Linked DNA regions of Sus scrofa: region 1 is linked to region 2. The links are chromatin contacts, called in public Hi-C maps. All regions are on one chromosome and are shown on one strand. Each heading gives the region's core, a stretch centred on a gene start, on an enhancer-like site or on the middle of the called end of the contact. The rest is flanking DNA. Distances are from core to core; before and after follow the strand shown. Region 1 has its middle 12 kb from the start of DNAH6. Region 2 has its middle 6.9 kb from the start of TRABD2A.

Region 1 (4,080 bases), core at 149-2,648, 330 kb before region 2:
TATTTGCTGAGGGCCTTCTTCCTGGTTCACAGACAAATGAGTCTTCACATTCCAGAATCTTCAATCACCACAGGATAAATGCTTGTGAGATACTGAGTTTTCAAAGAGGTTAAAACTCTGACTTTGCACAAGGATATCAATTTTGTGAGATAAGGTAGAAAATTTTTATCTTAATTGTTAGCACTTATCCCTGAAAACTTCTGAGACTTCATCCCAAACCTTTTTTCTGCCTCAGCTCCAATTAGAGATATTAGCTTATCCTACACATATCTACTTGACATTGCTCAAACATATCTTAACATTTTCCACACTTCTGTGCCTTGGCTTTAATTATAAAATATGAGGATCCTGTAACTAAGCAAGGCCCTTCCCCCATATCCTCTGCTTTAGCTCCTCTCTGAAGTATAACATATATCTTGTCGGAGGTTTACAGGAACATTGCGGCTTGACCTCTGTGGACACGTAAAAGAACAAAGAATTTCTTCACCAAGAAGTCTGCCACAACCAACCATGCCCCTCCCTCACCTTGCCTTTAAAAATGTTTTGCAATTTTGGTTCGGGGAGTTCAGGATATGATGGGGCATGATCCACCGTCTCCTTGCATGACCCTGCAATAAATTTTTCTCTGTGCCAACCTCCAACATTTTGGTTTGTTTGGCCTCACTGTGCGTCAGGCATGTGGACCTGAGCTAACGATCCCCACGGCTTGAAGGGCCATCCGTGAGAACTATGGCTTCAATGGTGCCAAAATAAATTTGAAATTCTAGGAACATGTAAAAGGTCCTTTAACCCTCTCCCACCCCCATCATCAACTCTTCAGGCTGCCCTTTAGTGGTGTCACTCACCTTTAGCCTGCAGACTGTCTGCCAATCTGTGGCTTTCTCCACCTCAAACTGCCTGCTGTTTATTCTGACCTGCTGCCACTAGATACAGCTGGGGGAGAGGCAGGAGGGCACATGCACCCTGTGATTGCCCAAGGTCTTAATCTGCTTTTCCACTAGGGGCTGGAGAGAATCAGGAAAGGGCCTCCAAAGGTAGGTGCCTAGAGCTTGATAAGGAGCTGAATTACCTTGTCTGTGGGTTAATAGCTAACTAGCCTGCCTCCTTACAGACTCGGTTATCTTCCAGATTTGCAAGGCTGTTTGCCTTTCCCATGGCAGGAAAGGAGGCATCTCCTTTCACTGCAAAGGAAATAGAAGAAAAAAACATCTAGGAGACAAGAAACCAAGATGCCAAAGGACATCCGTTCTGCAGAACTATCTGAGTGTTCCCTGGATTCAGTGGTTAGGAAGGAATTTAATGATTAGAGCCGTTCACTCAACAAATATTGATTCAGGGTTGCCTGTGGACCAAACCCTTCCTTAGAGGTGAGCTGTCAAGGTGAGCAAAGGAGGATTTCTGACCATGAAAGGCCTCCAGCAGGGGGAGACAAAGAACAGCCAGGCCACAGGTCTGATATTTAGTGTCTCCCAGGTTTTTACTTCTCTTTCTTTATTACTCCATCACCAAGGACAGAAGTCATGGATATGGTCTGGGAGTCACGAATCCTGGGATTTGGGTCCCGGTACTGATTAAGACTTTCAAAGGTACAACGTATTTTTTGTGTCCATTAAATGGCAACATGCATTGCTGCCCCTCCTATTGTCCAGAACTGTTTTTATTTTATTTATTTACTTATTTTTATTGTTGTTTCTGTTTGTTTGTTTGTTTTATGGCTGAACCCTCAGCATATGGAAATTCCCAGGCCAGGGACTGAATCCAAGCCGCAGTTGTGGCAATGCTAGATCCCGTAACCCACTGTGCCAGACCCGGAATGGAACCTGTGCCTCTGCAGTGACCCAAGCTGTGGCAGTTGGATTCTCATCCCATTACACCACAGTAGGAACTCCATGTCCAGAACGGTTTTGTTAAATGTGAACAATAATAGAGAGTGCCATGTAAATGTAGGATCTGATCTTATCTGAATGCTTGGAACTCCAGCACACCAGGTATAAGTGGCATGGGCTGGAAAATGAATGAATAAGAAAACCCGACTTATCCTTGACTGCTTGAGAAACTGCAGTGTTATTCAGTGCCTTGTACCCACACTTCCTGTTGTATCTGTGGATGACAAAAAGTAATTCTTGCAGAGCCAATGAGCCATAGCCTCTGATATTTAGATGAAGGACACAGAACCCAAGTTTATTTCCTGCATGAAAGCCACAGACAACATAGGAAAGATTTGCTGCTACATCCAAAGCTCTTGGAGACACTCAACGAATGAAGCTAATGATGTTGGCTATGAATTAGGGGCATTCAGGGCCTGCCCTTGATGAAACCTTGATAGACTTTCTTTTTCTTCTTTTTTTTTTTTTAAATTTTTTAAAGACTACACTTGTGGCATATGGAAGTTCCCAGGCTTAAGGGGGTTGAATCGGAGCTGCAGTTGCTGGCCTACGCCATGGCCACAGCAGCATGGGATCTGAGCCACATCTACGACCTACATCACAGCTCAGGGCAACTCTGGATCCCTGACCCACGAGTGGGGCCAGATATCCAACCCGCATCCTCAAGGGTACTAGTCAGGTTTGTCACTGCTGAGCCACGATGAGAACTCCAAAATCCTGCTAGACTTCCACAAATGTGATTTGGGTCCAGTGGAAGAAGCAGCCAGAGGGTAAGGACTGGGCCCCTTTCCTAGGTCAGCAGGAGAACTACATCAACACTGACAGCCTGTGGCTGAGTTTCTGATGACACTCTGGGCCTGGCACTAAGTCCCTGTCTATGAGGAAAGCAGAAAAGAGAGAAAAGTGAAATCTCTGGGGACAGAGACCCCTGCTCTAGGACATCATGACCCCGTGGGATGTTTGTATGGGTCAAAGCTATCTTTTTAAGGGGTTCCGTTTCTTCTCTATGTTAATTGACACACACTCTAAAGACTCCAGCCCACTTTTATACTCAGTTTCATGAATATAAATTGGGTACTCTGTTCTTAGACATGAAAAGAAAATTGTCTAAGAAAATAACTCGGATGATTATCATTAGTTATTTAAATAGTTCTCAAAAGTTTAGTCTGCCTTTCCCCACCAGTCATAAGACAGGAGGTACCTTTTATATTTATATGGTTGATAGTTTTTTAAAAACTATTTTATTGAAGTATTCATTCAATAAGATAATTCTTTGATTATTTTATTGAAGAAATTAACTTGCAAGTTAACTTCTGCATGGGAAAATGATTCAGATATATACATACACACATTCTTTTTCATATTATTTTACATTATGTTAATATCCATTAACACCATAGAATATTAAATACAGCGTGCTTTACAGTAGGACTTTGTTCTCTATCCATTCTATATATAATTGTTTGCAGTTGCCAATCCCAAACTCCCAACCCATCCCCCCACCCTGTACAGTTGATTTGAACACCACGGTCAGAAGTCTCAAATCAAGGTGTTGGCAAAGCCACATCCCTACCAGAGGCTCTAGAAAAGAATCCTTCTGTCTTCCAACTTCTAGAGGTCACCCTCATTCCTTGGCTCAGGGTCCCTTCCCTCATCTTCAAAAGGCATCACTCCAACTTCTGCTTCCTCCATCCTACGTCTTTTTCATACTTTGATTCTCCGGACTCCCTCTTGAAAGGACCCGGATTACACTGGGCCCATCTATATAATCCAGGATAATTTCCCCTATCTCAAAAGATCCTTAATCACACCTGTGAAATCCATTTAGGCAGGTAAAAAGAAACCTGCCAAACTGGTTCTCAGAGTGATTGTACCTTTTTGGAATCCCATCAGCAGTGGGTAAGGGTTCCAGTTTCAGCTATATGTTTAACATCGTTACCTGCTTACTTTGGTTCCTATGGCAGAAATGGTCCATGACATAGCATCTTTTGGCCTATCCCTCTTTGTCAATAGAGCCTTCATTTGGGAAGGGAAGTGGGTAGGCACATGTTTCCGGCCCTGGGTAGTAGATCATGATGGTCTCAAGTCATTTATGACAATTCTGTTCCCTATCTTCCCAGCCTTCCTTTCAGCTGGATGTAACCTTCAGACCCTATTCTGACCACTGAGACAAAAAGAGAAAGCTAATCTAATG
Region 2 (3,860 bases), core at 296-2,795:
ATCCCCCCCAAACTCCTTTACCCTGGCCTCCCCCTGAGGTATCTTGAACCCTCCCTGGCCTTTCCAGCCCCCTACCCCCCACCCCCCCGCTGCTAGTCTTCCCCACCCTTAGCAGAGTCTTGCTGCCTCAGGCAGATTCCCTTTGGTCCAAAACTGTGAAAAAGCCAGACAGACAGGCAGTTGCATCTCCTCTCTGCCACTTATTATCCCTGTGTCCTTCAGCGAATTAAGTCATCTCATGTAACCTCAGTAAACTTTAGCTTCTTCATCTGCAAAATGGGACTAATAATGCTTGTCTTGTAAAGATGTAAAGAGCAGGACTACTGTAACACCGGAGGAGCCAAGCAAATTAGATCAAACTGAAAATAGATGGCAGCCATCATATAGAAAAGCTCATGACTTTTTTTTCATTTTTTAAAGTTTTATTGGAACTTTGGTCTCTGTGCCTTTTGCAGAGCTTCCAACAGTGCTAGGTTAGGACAGAGTATCCAGAGGTTCCCAACGTCTGTGGTCTATAGGCATCACTATGAGGAGGGTTGAGGGAAGAATTTGCCATTTTAAGTGGAAAACCAGTGGTTTATTATTATAAAATAATATTATAAAATAATTATTATTATTTTAAACTTATTATTATAAGTTCAGGATGACTCTGAATTTTGGATCTGGATTTGCCGCACCTTTCTTTATAGTAAGACACCAATTGCTTAAAAAATAATCCAGGAGACAGATATGAAGAGTAGCAGATATGAAGAGGTGCAGTCGCTGAAAAAAGGATCAAATTCTTGAACTCAACATACTAGATATGTTTGTAAATAAAATTATGACACAAATCCCTAAAAAAAATAAAGTTTTATTGGAGTATAGCTGAGTTACAATGTTGTATTAATTTCTGCTGCACCACAAAGTGATTCTGTTAGACATATTCACACACCCATTCTTTTTCAGATTCTTTTCCCATATGGGTTATCACCAGTAAAAGCTCATAACTTAAAAAAAAAAGGCAAGAGAGAAAAAAAGACATAAGCCAGTTAGAAAATCTGCAAAGATCATAAAGAGACTAAAGAAAGAGAAGAAGGGAGGGGGGAAGGGAGAACATGGGGGGGAGGAAAGAAAGAGAAAGAAAAACACAGTCGTAGTTAAAGAGGAAGCACAGCCTCCACTAACCAATCAAATAAAAGCAAATCACTTTTGGGTGAAGGATGGTGGTGATGGTTGCACGTCAGTAAGAACAGACTTAGCTTCACAGAAGGCTGCACTCAAAAATGATTAAAATGGTCAATTTTGTTATGTATATTTTACCACAATTTGAAAGATAACATAAAATGTTCCCTCAGTAAAGCAAAATAAAACTAAGCACATTTTTTCACTTAAATTGGCAAAAGCGAAAGCGTGGCAATATTCAGCAGGAATGTAAAGCCTTTGTGTAAGGCAGTTCGGCACCATTTCAAATGTGCATGCACTTTGACCTAGAAATTCCACTGTAGGAATCTGTCCTAAGGAAATATTGACACATATGTGCAAGCAAGCAAGCAAGCAAGCGCACACACACACACACACACACACACACACACACACGCACTGTAGTTTGGGAATCATCAGGCTGGGCTGGCTGACACATTAGAAGGATGGAAAAATCTCAAAACAATCCTTGTCATGAAAAGTTATATGACCTTTTGAACAAATGAGGAAGATCTTTGTGTTCCAGAATGAAACGACACTCACCAAACTGGTGACTTTTTTTTTTTTTTTTTTTTTTTTTTTGCAGCTTTGGTTCTCACTTAAGATCCAGTAAATTTATTTATTTGTTTATTTTGTTTGTTTTTTTGTCTTTTTGCCATTTCTTGGGCCGCTGCCGTGGCATATGGGAGGTTCCCAGGCTAGGGGTCAAATCGGAGCTGTAACCACCAGCCTATGCCAGGGCCACAGCAACTCGGGATCCGAGCCGTGTCTGCAACCTCCACCACAGCTCACGGCAACGCCGGATCGTTAACCCACTGAGCAAGGGCAGGGATCGAACCCGCAACCTCATGGTTCCTAGTTGGATTCGTTAACCACTGCGCCACTACAGGAACTCCCCAAACTGGTGACTTCTGGGAAGGGAGTATTTTTTTTTTTTTTCTGTCTTTTGTCTTTTTTTGTTGTTGTTCTTGTTGTTGTTGCTATTTCTTGGGCCCCTCCCGCGGCATATGAAGGTTCCCAGGCCAGGGTTGAATTGGAGCTGTAGCCACCGGCCTACGCCAGAGCCACAGCAACGCAGCAAGCAAGCGCACACACACACAGCTGCATCTGCGACCTACACCACAGCTCACGGCAACGCCGGATCATCAACCCACTGAGCAAGGGCAGGGACCAAACCCGCAACCTCATGGTTCCTAGTCGGATTCGTTAACCACTGCGCCACGACGGGAACTCCGGGAGTTCTATTTTTACTCTCCGTGCTTCTGTATTGTTGAATTTTTTTTTTTATACCAAGTACGTATTTATAATTTTTTTTTTTTCTTTTTAGGGCTGCACTGCGGGATATGGAAGTTCCCAGGCTAGGGGTCGAATTAGAGCTACAACTGCCAGCTTAGACCCCAGCCACAGCTACTCAGGATCCCAGCCATGTCTGCAACCTACACCACAACACACAGCAACACTGGATCCCCAACCCACTGAGCGACACCAGGGATCGAACCCACATCCTCATGGATACTAGTCAGATATGTTTCCTCTGCACCACAACAGGAACTCCCCTATTTATAATTTATTTAATTTTAATGATTTTTTTTTTTTTTTTTTTTTTTTTTTTTTTTTTTTTACTGTGTCCACAACATGCGAGAGTTCCCGAGTCAGGGACAGAACTTGAGCCACAACAGTGACAATATTGGATCCTTAACCCACTGGGCCACGAGGCAACTCCATTTTTTTTTTTTTTTTTGGACTAAATGCTTTTGAGAGCTCACTCTGTGGCTTGTCCAGTTGCGAGCATGCCTCGCACATCAAAACCTGACAATCTCCCCACTCTTCCTGACAGCTATAGCACCCTCCGCCTCACGACGTGCGAGTAGTTTCTCACCATCACGAGTAACCAACCATGTGGAGGAGAGTGCAGGGAAGAAAGTCAGTGCGAGGAATCCCTGGGGATTATTATTTTTGTAACTCTGACTTGTTTGTTAGGCCCAAACTGGCTGGTCCCTTCCAAGAGATGCAACATGCTGGCAGCACCCCCAGCCACCATCTCTCTGCTGTATCTGCCTTGACCCCCATCTGGTCCCCAAAAGTGCCCCAGACTTCGACTTCTGCCCTGGCATCTGGCAACTGATACTTTTATAACTAAGCTGCGGGGGAGGCTATTTGTCCCTGCTTCTTCCATTTCTTGCCAAAGGTCTGTTGTTTCCCAGAATTGCAGGGTTTTTGGCCACCTGAATGACGATCAATATGGGGCCCAGCCTCACAGACTAACACTAGTAAACTTAGGGAGGAAGAATCTTTGCCCGGGTCCCCTCTCACCATAAGGCCATAAGTCATCCTTTCTAGGGCTTCAGAGATCTGCTTTCCATCTTCCTAAGATGGAACTTCTTCGTGGCCCAGAATTTCAGCCCAGGGTCAGCTTCTCTCCCAGTGTGTAAGGACATGCTTAGGCCCAGGACAGATGCACATCTACAGAGAAAAATATGTTTTACAGTCTCCCAGAAGTAGAGCAGCAATAAAATTATTTTCTCCAGTTGGTCCTATACATCCAGATACAACTTTTAAAAATACATTCTGGGGGAGTTCCCTTTGTGGCTCAGGGGTTAATGAACCCATCTAGGATCCGAGAGGATGTGGGTTCAATCCCTGGCTTCCCTCAGTGGGTTAAGGATCCAGTGTTGCCATGA

What was found. A called contact is a pair of places that touch in the nucleus more often than the background predicts.
Region 1: a contact with region 2 is called in a Hi-C map of liver, with 8 times the contacts expected there. The contact joins two enhancer-like sites. A contact is called at or near these places in 3 of 5 promoter capture datasets (fetal liver, fetal skeletal muscle and liver), 4 of 47 Hi-C or Micro-C datasets (embryonic fibroblasts and liver) and 1 of 2 datasets of contacts at active chromatin or transcription factors (alveolar macrophages).

What each region holds. Positions count from the first base shown.
Region 1 is chr3:60,124,454-60,128,533 of Sscrofa11.1, reverse strand. No RefSeq gene overlaps it. Among named protein-coding and RNA genes, the nearest start is that of DNAH6, 12 kb to the right of the region's middle. Within about 2 kb of position 1,398, at least 10 of the 83 cell types and tissues checked have an H3K27ac peak or open chromatin away from gene starts, as enhancers often do. A contact at or near this core is called in fetal liver and liver, where this site is marked.
Region 2 is chr3:59,797,621-59,801,480 of Sscrofa11.1, reverse strand. No RefSeq gene overlaps it. Among named protein-coding and RNA genes, the nearest start is that of TRABD2A, 6.9 kb to the left of the region's middle. Within about 2 kb of position 1,545, at least 24 of the 83 cell types and tissues checked have an H3K27ac peak or open chromatin away from gene starts, as enhancers often do. A contact at or near this core is called in fetal liver and liver, where this site is marked.